Regions from separate parts of the Mus musculus genome. Here region 2 is linked to region 1. The links are chromatin contacts, called in public promoter capture Hi-C maps. All regions are on one chromosome and are shown on one strand. Each heading gives the region's core, a stretch centred on a gene start, on an enhancer-like site or on the middle of the called end of the contact. The rest is flanking DNA. Distances are from core to core; before and after follow the strand shown.

Region 1 (7,759 bases), core at 3,476-5,975:
AGAGGCCTCATATTCTATAGCCAGCGCCACAAAAAGTAACAATGCACCAATAACAGAACTAACTCATATACCAAGTACAGAAACTTTGAAACTGTTTACACTCTTGTCTCATTTAGGATTTACTAAAATGTATGCCCTTTCCACGGTGCATTATACAATGAAACCCTGACATAATACAGTAAATGAAAAACAGCATGTTCAGCACTGCAGTCACAAAAGTCTCAATGGGGCTGTACTGCCACCTAGCGGCCATTTTGATAGTAACTCTCACTAACGGAAAATCCTATATACATGACTAATGAAAAATTTTCAGGTTGGTTAGTATAACTTTGTTCACACTCCTAGGACACAAAGCTTAGCAAATAGCAGGGACATTGGATATACCAAACTTTCTGCTTTAGAGCTTCACCTGCCTCCCCAAACACCATCTTCCCAAATGCTAGACACGCATGCATGAGGCCCTAGGTTCTGTCCTCAACACCACAGAAAGGAAAATACACAAATTACCAAATGAGTTTGTATACTAAGGCAGTAGACATTTAAGTACAGAAAGTAATTTCTAAAGTGGCTTACATAATCTCACTTAAGATTTATATTTTACGATTTACATTATGTATTGTAGAATGTAGTACTGAATCTACATGCTTAATAAAACCTGTACACAAAGACATATACTTCCTGGACATAGTGGTTCACACTGTAATCCCCACATTCAGGAGACAGGGGTATGGTAGGTAATAGAATCATTGCAAGTTCAAGGCCAGCTTGGATTGAGTTGCAGGTTGGCCAATGGTACACACCAAGACCCTGTCTCAAACAAAACAAGCAAAACTTAAAACATATATTTAAATTTTTTTAACAATACTATTAACCTAAAAAAAAAGGCAGGAAGCCCCCAATATAGAGGATGGGTTAAAGAAAAAGTAAGCCTTGGGAAACCAAGCTAGACAGGGCCCCACGTACCCAGACTAGCCTTGAGCCCCAGCTCCTCCAGCCTCCACCTCCCAAAGACTGGGATTACAGACCTGCACTAACACACCCTAGAACGCTTGGGAAATAAGTTAGACAAGGCGTGATGATCAACTGAGAACAGAATGTGGTGATGAGATCTGACAGGAAATCTGTGGGTTTGATATTTAGGAAATAGAATTCTAGAAATACAAACCAAAGCAATCACAGATACATTGATGGTACATCTGGGATTTCATTTAAAATTACCCACCTGGGGAAAGGGGGCATTGGAAGGGTGTTCGTAAATTAACAGAGACTGGTGAAGGCTGGGGTGTGTAGTTCAGTAGAATACTTGCACAAGGTCCCAGGTCAGATGCCCAAGTGGGAACAGTGGGGACAGAGACTTGACCAAATGAGAGAACTCTTGGGTGGGTGGTAGATTTATTTACCTACTTTTGTTATATTTGTGTTAGTGCAGCTCTGAAAGCCCTGTCTTTGGGAGGTGGAGGAGGAGAAGCAAGCGTTCAAGGCTAGTCTAAGCATGTGAGACCCGGTCTAGCTCGCCTTCCCTGTAGACGTGTTCTGCTTTGTTTTCTTGTTATTAAAAAAAACAAACAAACAAAAATAAAGTGCCTGAGAACATTTAAGGTAGTAAAATCCGGTAAAGAGGTAGACAGATGAAACAGAGCCCGAAGAGTTCGCAGGGAACAGGTAGTGAGCTCCAGAGTGCTCAAGCGATGGGAGTTACCTGAGGTCTTCAGAAGGAATAAAGTTACCCAAGAATAAAAAGGAGCAATGAAGACCCCTGGTGCCGTGCAGTTGGGGAGGGGGAAAAAGAAAAAAGAGAGGGGGAAACCCCTAAGGAAAAGTGAAGAAAGATGGCAAAGGACATACTGCTAAAACACGGGCTAATCAGAGAACACATTCCAGGGATGCAGCAATCTAGACCGGCAAATCGTGTAAGAAGAAAAAAGTGATCAGTCTCTATTGGACTTAGCCATCTGAAAGCCATGAGAGGAGGGGAGGTGGACCCGGGAGGAAGGCACTGAGAGCTTTATTAAGACAGTTATTAACTCCACAGGCAGAACAGCTGGGGCCTAAGGAAAGAGGCTTCAGTCCCCAGCATACAAAACCAAGCCAGTGCACATTCTTAAAGGCTTCTAAGGGAGGGTGTGATCCTTGCACTCTGAGGAAGCAGGCTTAGTTAATAGATGACCTGTGTTGCGGGACATGGATGACAGGAGTCAAGGAGACACTGGCTAGGGGAATGGGGTAGTTAATGTGTGACATTAGTCAAGCTGCCTTGGCCCCTGGGCAGCAGTGAGGTAGTGAGATGAGGCTATTGTTTTTTATGAGTGCTGTGAGGACAGAGGCATGCAGGCTTGTGAGACTCCTGACCACAGCTAGCTGCGCCTGTCAGTTCCTTACAGCAGCTTTGAAAGGAGAGAAAGATTTCAGGGGTGTGATCCCAGTCTGTGGGGCTGCTTCCAAGATCATCTGGAAGGTCTGTCTAGGTGTCTGTCTAGCATAAAGGAAGGCATGAGTCTTAGTTGCTGTTCTGTTGCTGGAAAAAGAGACACTATGACCAAGGCAACTTAGAGATTAACAGTTTATTGGGGGTTTGCTTACAGTTTCAGAGGGTTGGAATCCATGACTATTATGGCAGAGACCAAAGCGACAGGCAGGCAGGCATGGCGCTGGTGAATTAGCTGAGTGCTTACATCTTGATCCACAAGCACTGGACAGAGGGAAGAGAGACGAGTGAATGGGGAGACAGGGAGAACGGGGAGGGAAGAGAAGGAAGAGGAAGAGGGAGAGAGAAAGAAGTAATTGGAAATGGCATTGGCTTTTGAAATCTAAAAGTCCACCTGCCCCCATTCCTAGTGACACTCCTCCTCCAGCAATCCTTCCTAAACAGTTCCACCAACTGGGGATGCCAAGTGTTCAAATATATGAGCCTCTGGGGGTCATTCTCCTTCAAACCACCACACCATGAGTCTGAGCTCTAGCTCTAGCTCTATGTAAACTAAATATAGAGGCACCTGCCTGTAATCCCAGTACCCAGAAGGTGGGATGAAGATCAGCAGTTCAAGGTCATCCTCAGCTACATAGTGAGCTCAAGGCCAGCCTGGGCTATGGGGGACCCAATCTCAATAAGCAACAACAACAGCAGCAACAGGAGAAAAAGAGAAACTGTTGGTGATTCTGGGGAGAATTAGGGCAGGGAGGGGGAGGGACACAAGGGCAGAGTATAATAAATACTGGGTTAGGACTGAATGGGAGATGAAAATAGAATCAGCCTTACGAAAAATTCTTCTGCAGAGTTTGGCAGAGAGAGAGAGTCCTCAGAGGGAGGACCGACACTGGCCTTGGCATCTGCCTCTCATTTATTGGTGTATCACTAAGGCTGTCCAGATAAATGGCTGCCAGCTTCCTTTCATTCTGATTTGCACCCCCCTCCAAACTCAAGGGTAGCTTTGACTAGCTCTTGCTATTGTTTCAGACTGTGCCTCACCATGTAACCTAAGGCGGCTTAAGCTGGTTACCATGCTGCCTCCGCCTCTAAAGTGCTAGAATTATAGCCATGTAGTGCTGTGGCCAGCTTATTGTCACTCTGTGGAGAGCTATCAGTACCTCCCTACCACTTACCGACACTGGGTGATGGTGCTGTCCCTCAGTTGTGTTGGATCATATTCACAGATAGCCTAGGACATATGTGGACTGCCCATGGTGGCCCACCAACGGCACTGGGAGGAGAGGGGGTGGTATTGGAATGTAAAGTGAAAAACAAATAATTGTTTCAAAAATTGCTTTTTGGATTAGATTTGCCAGAGCTCTGCTGTTTGGGGTCCTGCACTTCAGAACTGCAGTGCTACTCAGTGATGAATTACATACTGGGTTGTTGTTGTTGTTGGTGGTGGTGGTAGTGGCTTTTGGTTTTGTTTTGTTTTTTGAGACAGGGTTCCCCTGTATCCCAGACTGCCCTTGAGCTCATTATAGAGCTAAGGATGGCTTTGAACTCTTGATCCTTCTGCCTCTATACCCAAAGTAAGGGGATTGTAGGCATGTGCAACTATGCCTTCTTTTTTAAAATCGTTTAACTGTAGTTTGTTTAGTACTCTAGGTCCTCTGTGCCCGAGCCTCACGAGCTAGGTTAGTGCTCTTCCACTGGACTGTGCCCTCAGCTCTGTCATTATTGTCATCTTTCTCAACATGATTTCAAAATAGCTAGCTTTTCTTGCTTTTTAGCAGATACACTATTTTTCATAGTTGCCTGTCCTATGTTAGGTTTCTATTGCTGTGATGGAACACAATGATGGAAAGTGACCTGGGAAGGAAAAGGTTTGCTTCAGCTTAAAGTTCCTCGTCACAGGGCATCACTGAAGGAAACGGGGCAAAGGGATGGGTGTTCAAAGTACAGCTTTGCAGTCAGAGCGCATCTGGCTGCCATTCCACCACTTTTTAATTTTATTTTTGGAGGTTGTATCAATAATTACCCTTGTGTCCTAAACAGCAAATGTAAGGATTACTGCATGGCCTTACCTAGTTAAATATGCCATTCGAACATAGTGAAATATCTAACTTTGTTGGGTCGTCAGGTCCCTCTCCGACCCAGATCCTAGCTTACGGCTTCCCTGAGCATCCAGGTTTGAGCAAAAAATACCCGTGGAGTAGGTCACGCACTCGCCTGGGAGGGAAAGTGGGCGGGCACGTCCGCTGTCGGCTCCGCCCCTGTCGCCTCTGGGATTTCCCCAGGGTTCCAACCGCAACCGAGAGCGGCTTCCGGGAGGAGAATTTTGGACCTCGCGGGGCTCCGTCGACGCTCCGCCCTCTCCACCGGAGGCGGCTGTGGAGAAGCCCGGCGCCGGCGGCGGCTGTTTTGAGAGCCGCTCGGTGTCACCATGGGCGACCACGGGCTGGAGCTGGCGTCCATGATCCCCGCCCTGCGGGAGTTGGCCAGGTAGGGCCGCGCGTCGTCGCCAGCTTCGAGTCGCCGGGTCTCCTCGGCCCGCGCCGCGGCCTGTGGCCGCCGTTCCCTCCCTCACAGTGGCAGTTGGCCGGAGCGCCGTGGCGACCCACGTGCCGGGGTGACCGTGGCAGCCGCGGCTCGGCTCGCGGGGAGCCAGTCCACGCGAGCTGCTTCCCGCTTGGCCTCGAGAAGGGTCTCTTCTGGCCATCTTACCACACTCGTTTGCTTCCCGAAAACTTCCCCCGGGTCCTGGTCCTTTGGTCGTTGTTGACGGAATCCATTGGCTGAGGTTTTGTTTGGGAATCACGGCCCCGCTTCTGAGGGAAGCGCGGCGGTTTCTCCTCCGAGAGAGGCCGAGCGTCGGCCAGCCCGCTACTCTAGTCGGAAGTCCCCGGGACTGGCCACGGGTCCACGGAGTCCAACGTGCACAGCGTCCCCCAAACTAAAACACGCGTTGGTGTTCATCTGCAGTTGCCTCTTTGAGGCTCGCCGCCTTCAATCCCAGAATTTGGGTGGCAGAGGTGCCCCTAGGCCAGCCAGGACTAAATAGTGAGACCTTGCCTCTGGAAAGACAAAGACAAGAGAAAAAAGGGGGTGGGGGGAAGCAAACCCCTTGTTTCTGTCAACCTCGAGAGTCAAAGGAGAACCGGGTTCCAATCAGAAATTAGCGCTTGCCACGCCCCTTCTGCGCTCTAGGTTTTCCTCTGTCAGGACACCGCAGCCATTGAGTTCTCAAGTCGGTTCTCTCAGGCTGGAAAGTTTGCACGTAGAGTTAGTGCTGACCTTAAGTCTGTGAGCTATCAGTTTCCTTTTAGTTTTGCACCGCAGCGATGTTCATTTCCTCCTGTTGGCCATACCAAAAACCGAAAACCTAAATTAGAGGATAAATGAAAAGACCACTTTTGTACTGTCTGAAGGGTTTTTTTGTTTGTATGTTTGTTTTTTTACTTTGCATGAATGTGGCAAATAGACTTTGTGGGAGCAAAAAAAAAAATCATTAAAAATTTGAATTTAGTAATTTCTGTCTAAAAGTATATGAGATAAAGTGATTTTGGAAAACTGATAATACAAATTTTGTCATCACTGAAATTCTGGAAGGCAGGGACCAACACCTGAGGTTGTTCCCTGTCCTTAACTCATGTACCGTGGCACAAGAACCTATATTCATATGTACATACATACATATATATCTCACATGCGCATACAGACTTTTTAAAATGATTAAAATTTTAAGTTTAACAGCTATTAATATATTAAAAACTTACATAATTCAACAATAAAAAAGTTTGATGAAAAAAATGAATAAGGAAATTGAGATTTTTCTCCAGAGAGAATATAAAATAGCTAATAAGTAAAGGAAAACACAGATGTTTGATATGATTAAAAGTAAGGGAGACAAATCCAAACCACACAAGGAAGTTGGTGAGATGACTTGGGAGGCCAAGACAAGAGGCTCACTGAGTTTGAGGACAGCTTGAGCTATCAAGGTATTAAAAGGGGCTCTATAGTGAGAACTTAACCCTCCTCAAAAACAAAACAAGGAGATTCCATTTCAGACCATTACAATAACTATTGATATGTAAAAGAAATGGTAAGGATATGGGGAAATTGGACCCTGTGGTACATTGTTAGTATAGAAGTAAAATAGTGTAACTTAACGGTTGTGAAGTGGAATGAAGGTGCTACTAAAGGAGGAGGGTAAATAGAGTAGTTACCTCATAACATGACAATTCTTTATAATATATACCCAAAAGAATTTATAACAGGGATTTGAACATATATGTTTACACTTTTGCTCATCAAAGCATTGATATTCACAATAGCTCAGTGGTGGAAGCAAATGCTCAACAGATGAGTAAATATAATCCTCCCAAACGTGGCATAAACATGGTATTATTCAGTATGATGAGGAAAGACATTCTAATATGCTACAACAAAGCTAGTGAGTTTCAACCTGTAGGTAAACCCCTCTTTCCAAAAATATATACATTATGATTCATAACTAGCAAAATTATAATGATGAAGTAGTAATGAGAATAATTTTATAGTTGAGTCACCAAGAATTGAGGAACTGCATTAAAGTTCACATATTAGGAAGGTTGAGAACCACTGAATTAAGAAATAAGTCACAGGGGCTGGAGAGATGGCTCAGCAGTTAAGAGCACTGATTGCTCTTCAGAAGGTCATGAGTTCAAATCCCAGCAACCACATGGTGGCTCATAACCATCCGTAATGAGATCTAATGCCCTCTTCTGGTGTGTCTGAAGATGGCTACAGTGTACTTAGATATAATAATAAATAAATCTTAAAAAAAAAGTCACAAACAGGTAAATATACCATAAATAGAAGAAACCTTAAAATAGTCAAGCTCATGAAGATAAAATAGTGGAATGAATATTGCCAGGGAATAAAAGAGGAGAAATGGTAAATTATTGCTTATTAGGTGTAGAGTTGCTGCTTGGGAAGGTTAAAAAGTTCTTTACATGAGTGGTAGTAATGTGCTGAACTTAATTCTATAGAAGTATATACACTTTAAAATAATGAAATAGTAAACATTATGTAATTTATATTTTATCAAAATAAAATCAAAAGATGTTTTCTAAAATTGATCTGATCCTAGCCAGTGTTCCTTTTGTGAAATTCCAACCTTTGTGGCATTTAGAATAAACCTCAGTTTTTCTGTGTCTCCTTACGGCTCTTCTAGCTAGCCTAGGTATCTCTCTGGTCTTATTAATCACAATTGCATTTATATCCCAGGCTTCCATTAATCTGAGCTGTGTGATCTCCAGTGATTTAACTTCCAGAGCATCCTCAGATCCAAATTAGGCTTAGTATCTT
Region 2 (7,759 bases), core at 1,662-4,161, 620 kb after region 1:
CACTAGGAAATGGAGAAGGGAGGCAAGCAAACCACCCGGTGTGCTGATGACACCTGCGGCTGCTCTAGCTCTGGCCGCCACCTTTTTAATAAGTAGGAAACCAAAGCTCCAAACAGCCATTGTGAAATCTCTAAGTTATCACAAGCAGGCACTCTACTCTGGCTGTACAGGGTATAGGTGGAACCCAAGGGAGAGATTACCCACACTGCAACTGGGTGACAGGCCAACTTTGGAATAAGAAGGCAAATAAGGGGCTGGTGAGATGGCTCAGTGGGTAAGAGCACCCGACTGCTCTTCCGAAGGTCCGGAGTTCAAATCCCAGCAACCACATGGTGGCTCACAACCATCTGTAACAAGATCTGATGCCCTCTTCTGGAGTGTCTGAAGACAGCTACAATGTACTTACATATAATAAATAAATAAATCTTAAAAAAAAAAAAAAACTATAAAAAAAAAAAGAAGGCAAATAAATAACTTTAAGATTATGAAAAGTCAGGGCCTGAGAGATGGCTCAGTGTAAGAACTCTCAAACAGGATGTCAAGTTTAGTCCCAGTGCCCGGCCCAGGGAGCTCACAACTGCCATAACCCCAGCTCCAGAGGGATCCACGGGCTCTTAAACACATATGTCCATACCCTCCATACATGTGCATTCATTAAACTAAAATTTAACAATGTTAGGGGTGGGGTAGGTTGAGACAGGCTCTCTACATAAACCTGGATGGCCGTCTTAGAGATCATTAAGTAGACCAAGTTGGCCTTGAAATCAGAGATCCATCTTCTGCCTCCCAAGTGCGGGATTAAAAGGTGTGTGCCACCACGCCCAGAATAAACAAACAAACAAACTTAACTATATATATTTAAAAGCCAATCTCAGCCGGGTGTGGTGGTGTACGCCTTTAATCCCAGTGCCTGGGAGGCAGAGGCAGGTGGATTTCTGAGTTCGAGGCCAGCCTGGTCTACACAGAGAAACCCTGTCTCGAAAAACAAACAAACAAAAAGCCAATCTCTGGCCAGATAGACTGCTCAAAAATTAAAGTGCTTGCATGAGTTTAAGCCTTGGGACCCACATGGCAGGAGAAAAGAAGCAACTCCCAATACTCTTCTTCTATGTCACACTCACACTCACACACACACACACACACACACACACACACACACACACACACACACACAGAGTTCTTCTATGTGTCCGCCCCCACCACAACTCTAAGTAAATTTTGTTGTTTTTAAAGACAGGGTTTCTTGTGTAGTACTGGCTATCCTGGAATTTGCTGTTAGATCAGGTTGTCATGGAACTCAAGAGACCCACCTGCCTATGGCTCCCAAGTGCTGGGATTAAAGAATGCACCATTAACAACAGGGTAATAAAATAATGATGATGATGATTTAAAAAAAAAAAGCGGGCGTGGTGGTGGACCCCTTTAATTTCAGCACTCGGGAGGCAGAGGCAGGTGGATTTCTGAGTTGGAGGCCAGCCTGGTCTACAAAGTGAGTTCCAGGACAGCCAGGGCTACACAGAGAAACCCTGTCTCGAAAAAACCAAAACAAACAAAAAAGATTTATTCATTATTTGTTTTTAAGATGGGGTCCCACTACTTAGCCTTGGTTGTGTAGACCAGGCTGGCCTAAGGCGCACAGAGATCTGTTTATCTTTGCTTCTCGAGTACTAAGTTTAAAGATATCACCACACCTGGCCAGAATAAAATTTCTAAGCAAAGCTTGTGCTGCCTCTGCCCCCATGCCTCAGCCTCCCGAGTGCTGGCATTTCAGACATTCGCAACCACACTCAACCCTAAAATGGAAATCACTGCCCAGCTCCTAAGCAAGGATGAGGGGTGGAACAGCTGGATTTTAGTGTTTTAGTCAAATCAGATTCTACATAGAAACTAGTGTCTGGGTCTACAATTAAATGTAAAAAGTAAAGTTTGGGAGCCCTGATGAAGCAAGTCCAAAGACAAAGAATAGACTGTGGAATCTCTTGATGCTACGTTTAAAGTCTCAAAGCCAAGAAACGCGCACATTTTCAAACTGCAGAAATCTATTTCAACTACTCCCCAGTCGCCCTGTAAAGCAACCTCACAGTAATCTAAAATTTTATGTTTATGCTACCTGCATCTGGGTTTGCATACCAAATGTGCCTAATGCCCTCAAGGGCCATAATGGGGTGCTGGAGTTATTGGAACAGGAGTTAGAGGGTGGTGAGTTGCCATGTGGGTGTGGAAAATCGAACCCGGGTTCTCTGTTAAGAACAAGCTTGTGCTCTTAACTGTGGAAACATCTCTCCGGTCACTGAGCCTCATTTCGGTTATGAGACAGAATCCGTATAGTGGCGCAGGCTCGCAATTTCCAGTTTTTGGGAGGTGCGCCCTCCTGGGTTCTAAGCCAACCTCGGCTAAATGGGCAAGCTCTAATCCTGAGGAACGTGAGAGCATCTCAAAGACGAACATCCCAACCCTCAGATCTACGCGAGGGATCCGCTGGGAGATTTGCTGGCCGCAGGGCCGGAGGTTCCCCTCGGGTATCCCGGTCACGCCCCCTCCCCCCCGCCCCCATAGGAACCATCCCGTGTCTGGCGGCCCGGCCCGGCCCAGCACTCGCCGGCTCGGCCCAGCTCGCGGTCCCGGCTTCGCCTGCATCGCTTACCCATCACCTGGACCCTGCAGATGGCACAGGTATCGCACTCAACGTCCCAGCTCCACATGGCTACCGCGTTCCACTTCTTGAGAGAGAACATCTTGTCGCCTCCCGACTTGGAGCCTGCGCTCCCGGAGTGCGAAGAAAGGACGCAGGGTTCCTCGCCGTCCTCCACGTCGGCCATGGCGGCGGCGCAGAACGGCGACGCGGACGTTGGGCGCGGAGGCGGGAGGTACGGTGGCTCAGCGGGGCCACAACACACGCCACGGAGCCTCCCGCAGGCACGGGCGGGCGGGCGGAGCCAGACGGCGATGATTGGATGGCGCGCGCCAGTGACGTCACGAGGGGCTGGGCAAGGCCTGTACAGAGAACCCCAGCGCTTGCTAAAGTGGCCAAAGGCCAGTTGCTGTAGGGCAGGCCCGGGTCAGTAAGCGAGCATTGTCTGGAGTTACATTGTATTAAACTCGGGGGAGTCTCAGAAATCACATCGTCCCTGTCTTCATTTGTCTCCTTTCTCCCAAATGTAAAACTATCAAGAGTAGGGACAGAATTCTCATCACTGTAACCTCCGTATCTTACAAAATGGTTGGCCTTGAATTCAGATTCATTTATTTATTTATTTATTTATTTATTTATTTATTTATTTATTTATTTATTTTTGGTTTTTCGGCAGCCGGGCGTGGTAGCTCACACCTTTAATCCCAGCACTCGGGAGGCAGAGGCAGGCGGATTTCTGAGTTCAAGGCCAGCCTGGTTACAAAGTGCGTTCCAGGACAGCCAGGGCTATACAGAGAAACCCTGTCTCGCAACAAGCAAGCAAGCAAGCAAGCAAGCAAACAAACAAAATATATGTTTTTTTAAACTTTATTTTATGTGCATTGCTGTGAGGTGTCAGATTCCTTGGAAAGGACCTGGAGTTACAGACAGTTGTGATCTGCCATGGAGGTGCTGAGGATTGAACCCCGGTCGTTTGGAAGAACAGACCATGGTTTTAACCACTGAGTCATCCCTCCAGACACTACATTTGTTTGTTTGTTTGTTTGTTTGTTATTGTTCTCAGGTGACAGAGAATAGGTAAGCAGAAGGGCAAGAACGCAATGCTTAAGCAAATGTGTGCTGGGGAGAAAGCAGAGTGAGCCAGCCAGGGAAGGGCCAGGCAGTGGGCCCCTGGGACTGTGGTTAGGTCCCTCCCACCAGGCTTTGTCTCAGATCACTTGGCCAGCATTGAAGGAAAGCTTGGATGAAAAAGCAAAACAAATGTTCCTGCCTCGTGCTCAGCTCACGTCCACCGCCATCCTTCAGGCTACTCTTACCAACGGGGGTGGTGGTGTCCATCCTTACCGGTTAAGCCAATTAGAAGTATATGGGGCAGTGGCCGTGCACACCTTACTCTGAGCACTTGGGAGACAGCAGCAGGTGGATCCTTGTGAGTTATAAGGCCAGCCTGGTCTACAAATCAAGTTTCGGGCAACCAAGGCTACACAGAGAAGCCTTGTCTCGAAAAACAAAAACAAACAAAAAAGTACGAGTCCTTTATTCGTGCAGGACCAAATTCCGGCGCATGCCTCAGAGTCTCTTGGTGTCGCAGCTCAGGGATACGGTGTTTCTAAAGGCAAACCCCACAAAGACCACAACTCACATGAAAGTCAGATGACAGAACAATCTTGAAACGTTCATTTCTGACAGAACATGGTGATTTTTTTTTCCAGACGTAACATGAAAGTTACTTTTGACTTGTGCCTTCTTCAGTTATTTTAGTTTACATTAATTATTTTGGTTTATACATCGGGACCATGGTCCAGGCCACAGAAGTCCCAAATGTGCTGGGAGGGTAGATGTGGGCATGGAGGTGGGTGAGGAGAGGACTGAGAAGTGCCTAAGCCAATGCACAGGGAGTCGGGACAAGATGGCACAAGATGGCGTTTCTGTGGTCACTTCCTCTGCGGGAGAGTCTTTATTCCTTTGTTGAGAACACTGGGAGAGAGATGCTTGGTTTTGTTTTAGAGACTTCCCTTTAACACAAACACGTTTGAGCCCTTCAGGAAAGACCTTATTCCCATCGCGATTGAGTTTCCACTGTTTATTTCTCCACTCCTCATTCCTTCCTGCCATTCATCTTTATGAAAATAATCTTCCCTGTGGCTGAAGAGGAAAAGCTCTCCGGGGCTTCTTAAATTCAGTCCTTGGCGGCAGCCTGTGAACTACACAGCCGAGGTTAGTCAGAAAAATGGCAGGCTTTAATTTGTAGAAGTTAGAATTCACAGAAGAGACAAAAGGCAGCCTGGGCTTGGAGTTTGTACACCTGGTGAATAAAGGAAGAGGAGGTTTAAGAAGAGGAGGGAGGGCGTTAGTTTTCTTTCTGTTTCTATGATAAAGGCAGCGTTCCAAAGCCCCTGAGGGAGAAAACTGTTTGGCTTATACATCTAGATCACTATCCCTCAAAGCAAAGGCAGGAATGAACTCAGGATGGTCCTTTGGTGTTTTGCCTGCAGATGTGTGTGTCTTCATGAGGGTATCAGAAGCCCTAGAACGGGAATTACAGACTATAATGAGCTGCCGTGTGGGTGCTGGGCATTGAACCAGGGTCCTCTGGATGAACAGCCAGTGCTCTTAGCCTCTGAGCCAGCTCGGCTCTCTCCCTGTGACTCAGGCTAGCCCAGACTCTCTTCTGGACTCAGTTGGAGTCGGCTATTTCACCACTCTGTTGAAACAGCCTCCTGTACCTGCACCTCTTCTCAAAGCTGCACATGACAGTCATGTTTGCTTGGAGGGCAACCAGTCTTTGTCAGTATCCCACAGTGGCCCCAACTTGGTATTTGGAGGTGTCATTGCCTTTCTTGCAAAATTCAGCTTCCCTTCCTACAAGTTTCCCTTCAATGTCATCACAACCCACATTTACCTTTGTCCCTCTCTGCCTTCCATCCCATTCAGAGGTAATACTCTACTCATTCTTCCGTTGAAAGTTTCCAGCATCAGCTGAACTTTCCACTCTATTTCTCTGAGCCTCACCTGCTGCCTGGGTCACCGTGTCTCCCTACCCACCCTGTCACAGTGTGATTAGCACTCTCTGTAGCCTGCTTCACAATCTTCCTCTAGCTCCCCTTCCATCTGCCACCATCCTCCAAAAGATGGCTTACCTCCACTGAAGTCCTGCCACCACATTGACCTGCAACTGTCACCTGGCACCCTTGTCCAGGACCCTGTTCAGACTGGCCACTCTGACATACTCTGCCCTTTGGAGAGAAAGGTAATGACAGTCCCGAACAGCTGATTTCCCCATTTGGGGGGAAAAAATTTCACCATTTTGTCCTCAGTGATCAATCACTACTAGGGCATGTGCAGTTCCGATGAGAAACTACAGCACTTCTTGTGTGCCTTCTTCTCGTTTCTCCCCAGGTCACACAGCAGCCGTCACATTGCTACTGGCCCTTAAATTCGTCAGAGTGAACGGGACAGTTAGAAGCTTTTTTCCCTCCTAGAGACAGCTCATAAATGATTAAAAATTATTTCAAATAATAGGAGACCTATAATGTAAAAAGAAACGCAAATGCTGATAATGGACTCCAGAAGTTCTCGTGTAATTGGTTGTACAATACATTCATTCATTAAAAATTTTAATGTGGCAGAACCCATGCAATCTACCAATGAGATGCAGTTCAGAGTTTGTTAAGAGTGACGGTGGCTTACGCGCAGCCAGTCTCCTTAACACGCTAATCTCACGGAGCTAGAAGTCTCTTCTGCTGACCACCTGGCAATCTTCATTGGACTCTGTCACTGTGAGGACTCTCAGTAGCTCACACGATGGGATCATGCGGCAGCATTTGTCTTTGTGACTGGTTGGGTTAAACTGACATAATAACTTCAACGGTTGTTCATGCCGTATCACATATCAGCCTCTTAAAAGCCAAATAATAAACTGTTGTGGGTTTATAGAACATTTGATTTACCTCGCAAGGCTCAGGGGACATCTGGGAGACAGTGTGGAAATGATAAGAGACCTGAAAAATGGAGAGGAGTGCTGTGAAAGCCGACAACAGGGCATTGCCACTGCACTCATGACGTCATAACAGCAGTGGCTGTGTGTACTGCCTGCACACAATCAAGCAGGTCACTAATTCCAGTGGCAATGGAGGGTGGGGGCGGGCTGCATGTGGCTCCTTTAGTTGAAGTCTAGACAGCTAGTCTGGACAGTCTAAAGAGCTGAAGTCTATTGAGGGAAGGGGAGAAATTTGGGGTCGGGAGAGAAGTATGACACTGATTGGAATCAGTGGGTGAAGAAGAAGAGGAGGAGGAAGAAAAGGAGGAAGAGGAGGAAGAAGATGGAAGGTGTATATGCCGGGGTTACCCAAGGGGAATTGGAGGACGTATATGGCCAAGATATGTTATATATCTTGTTATATATGATTAATATAAATTAAATTGGCAAAAAATGATTTAAAAAACCGAAATCCCACTCCCAAACTTATCCATCTACTAGCCGTTTGAACTGCTTTCATCAATCGTCTATGTTGCTCCATGAAGATGGTCTATCAACATTCCCTCACGCCAGCTCTCAATTCTTTGAGCTGTATATCCAGATGTGATGATGCCAGATCATATTTCCTTTATTTTTTCTCTAGGGATTGGACTCCGGGCCTTGATGCATTCCAGGCAAGAGGTCTATGCTGAGCCTTAGTCCAGCCTCTCTTTGTACTTTTTGAATCAGAATCTCACCAAGTAGCCCAGGTTGACCTTGAACTTGTGATCACTCTGCCTCAACCCCTTTAGTAGATATGCCCCTGATAGAGTGGCTAGCCTTTAAAGATAGGACTCCTGTGAGATTATGGACGATCTGTCCAGCCATTATCAGTCTGCCCAGAAAGCAATGTTTGCAGAGACAGCTTGTTTCCCAAGATAATCTGTCTTGCTTGAAGCCAGCAATTTTAAAAGAGGCTGCAGACCTGCATGGAGCACTCCCTGACTGCAACCATCCCCAAGCTTCATACCCCGTCCTTATACAGGGTCACAGTCTCACTTTTCCTAGGAGAGAGGCTGCCCCTCACTGTATTTGCTAATATATACGGTCTTGTTTGTTGAAGGTCAGACTCTGATCTCTTTCTGCCTCTGTTTCTTTCCTCTGTCTCA

Evidence for each region. Promoter capture Hi-C pulls out the DNA fragments that hold promoters and counts their contacts.
Region 2: a promoter capture Hi-C map of liver shows a contact between it and region 1, with 2.2 times the contacts expected there. The contact joins the promoter of Rnf7 here to the promoter of Atr in region 1. A contact is called at or near these places in 2 of 39 promoter capture datasets (erythroid cells and liver).

Annotation. Positions count from the first base shown.
Region 1 is chr9:95,852,872-95,860,630 of GRCm38.p6, forward strand. It overlaps Atr (ataxia telangiectasia and Rad3 related), which reads left to right and starts at 4,726. Exons shown (of 47, transcript NM_019864.1): 1 at 4,726-4,912. The coding sequence starts at 4,854. 1700065D16Rik (RIKEN cDNA 1700065D16 gene) reads right to left here and starts at 5,011. Exons shown (of 2, transcript NM_001271569.1): 1 at 4,636-5,011; 2 at 2,547-2,689. The coding sequence starts at 4,885. The coding sequence ends at 2,577.
Region 2 is chr9:96,475,764-96,483,522 of GRCm38.p6, forward strand. Rnf7 (ring finger protein 7) reads right to left here and starts at 2,912. Exons shown (of 3, transcript NM_011279.3): 1 at 2,645-2,912. The coding sequence starts at 2,819.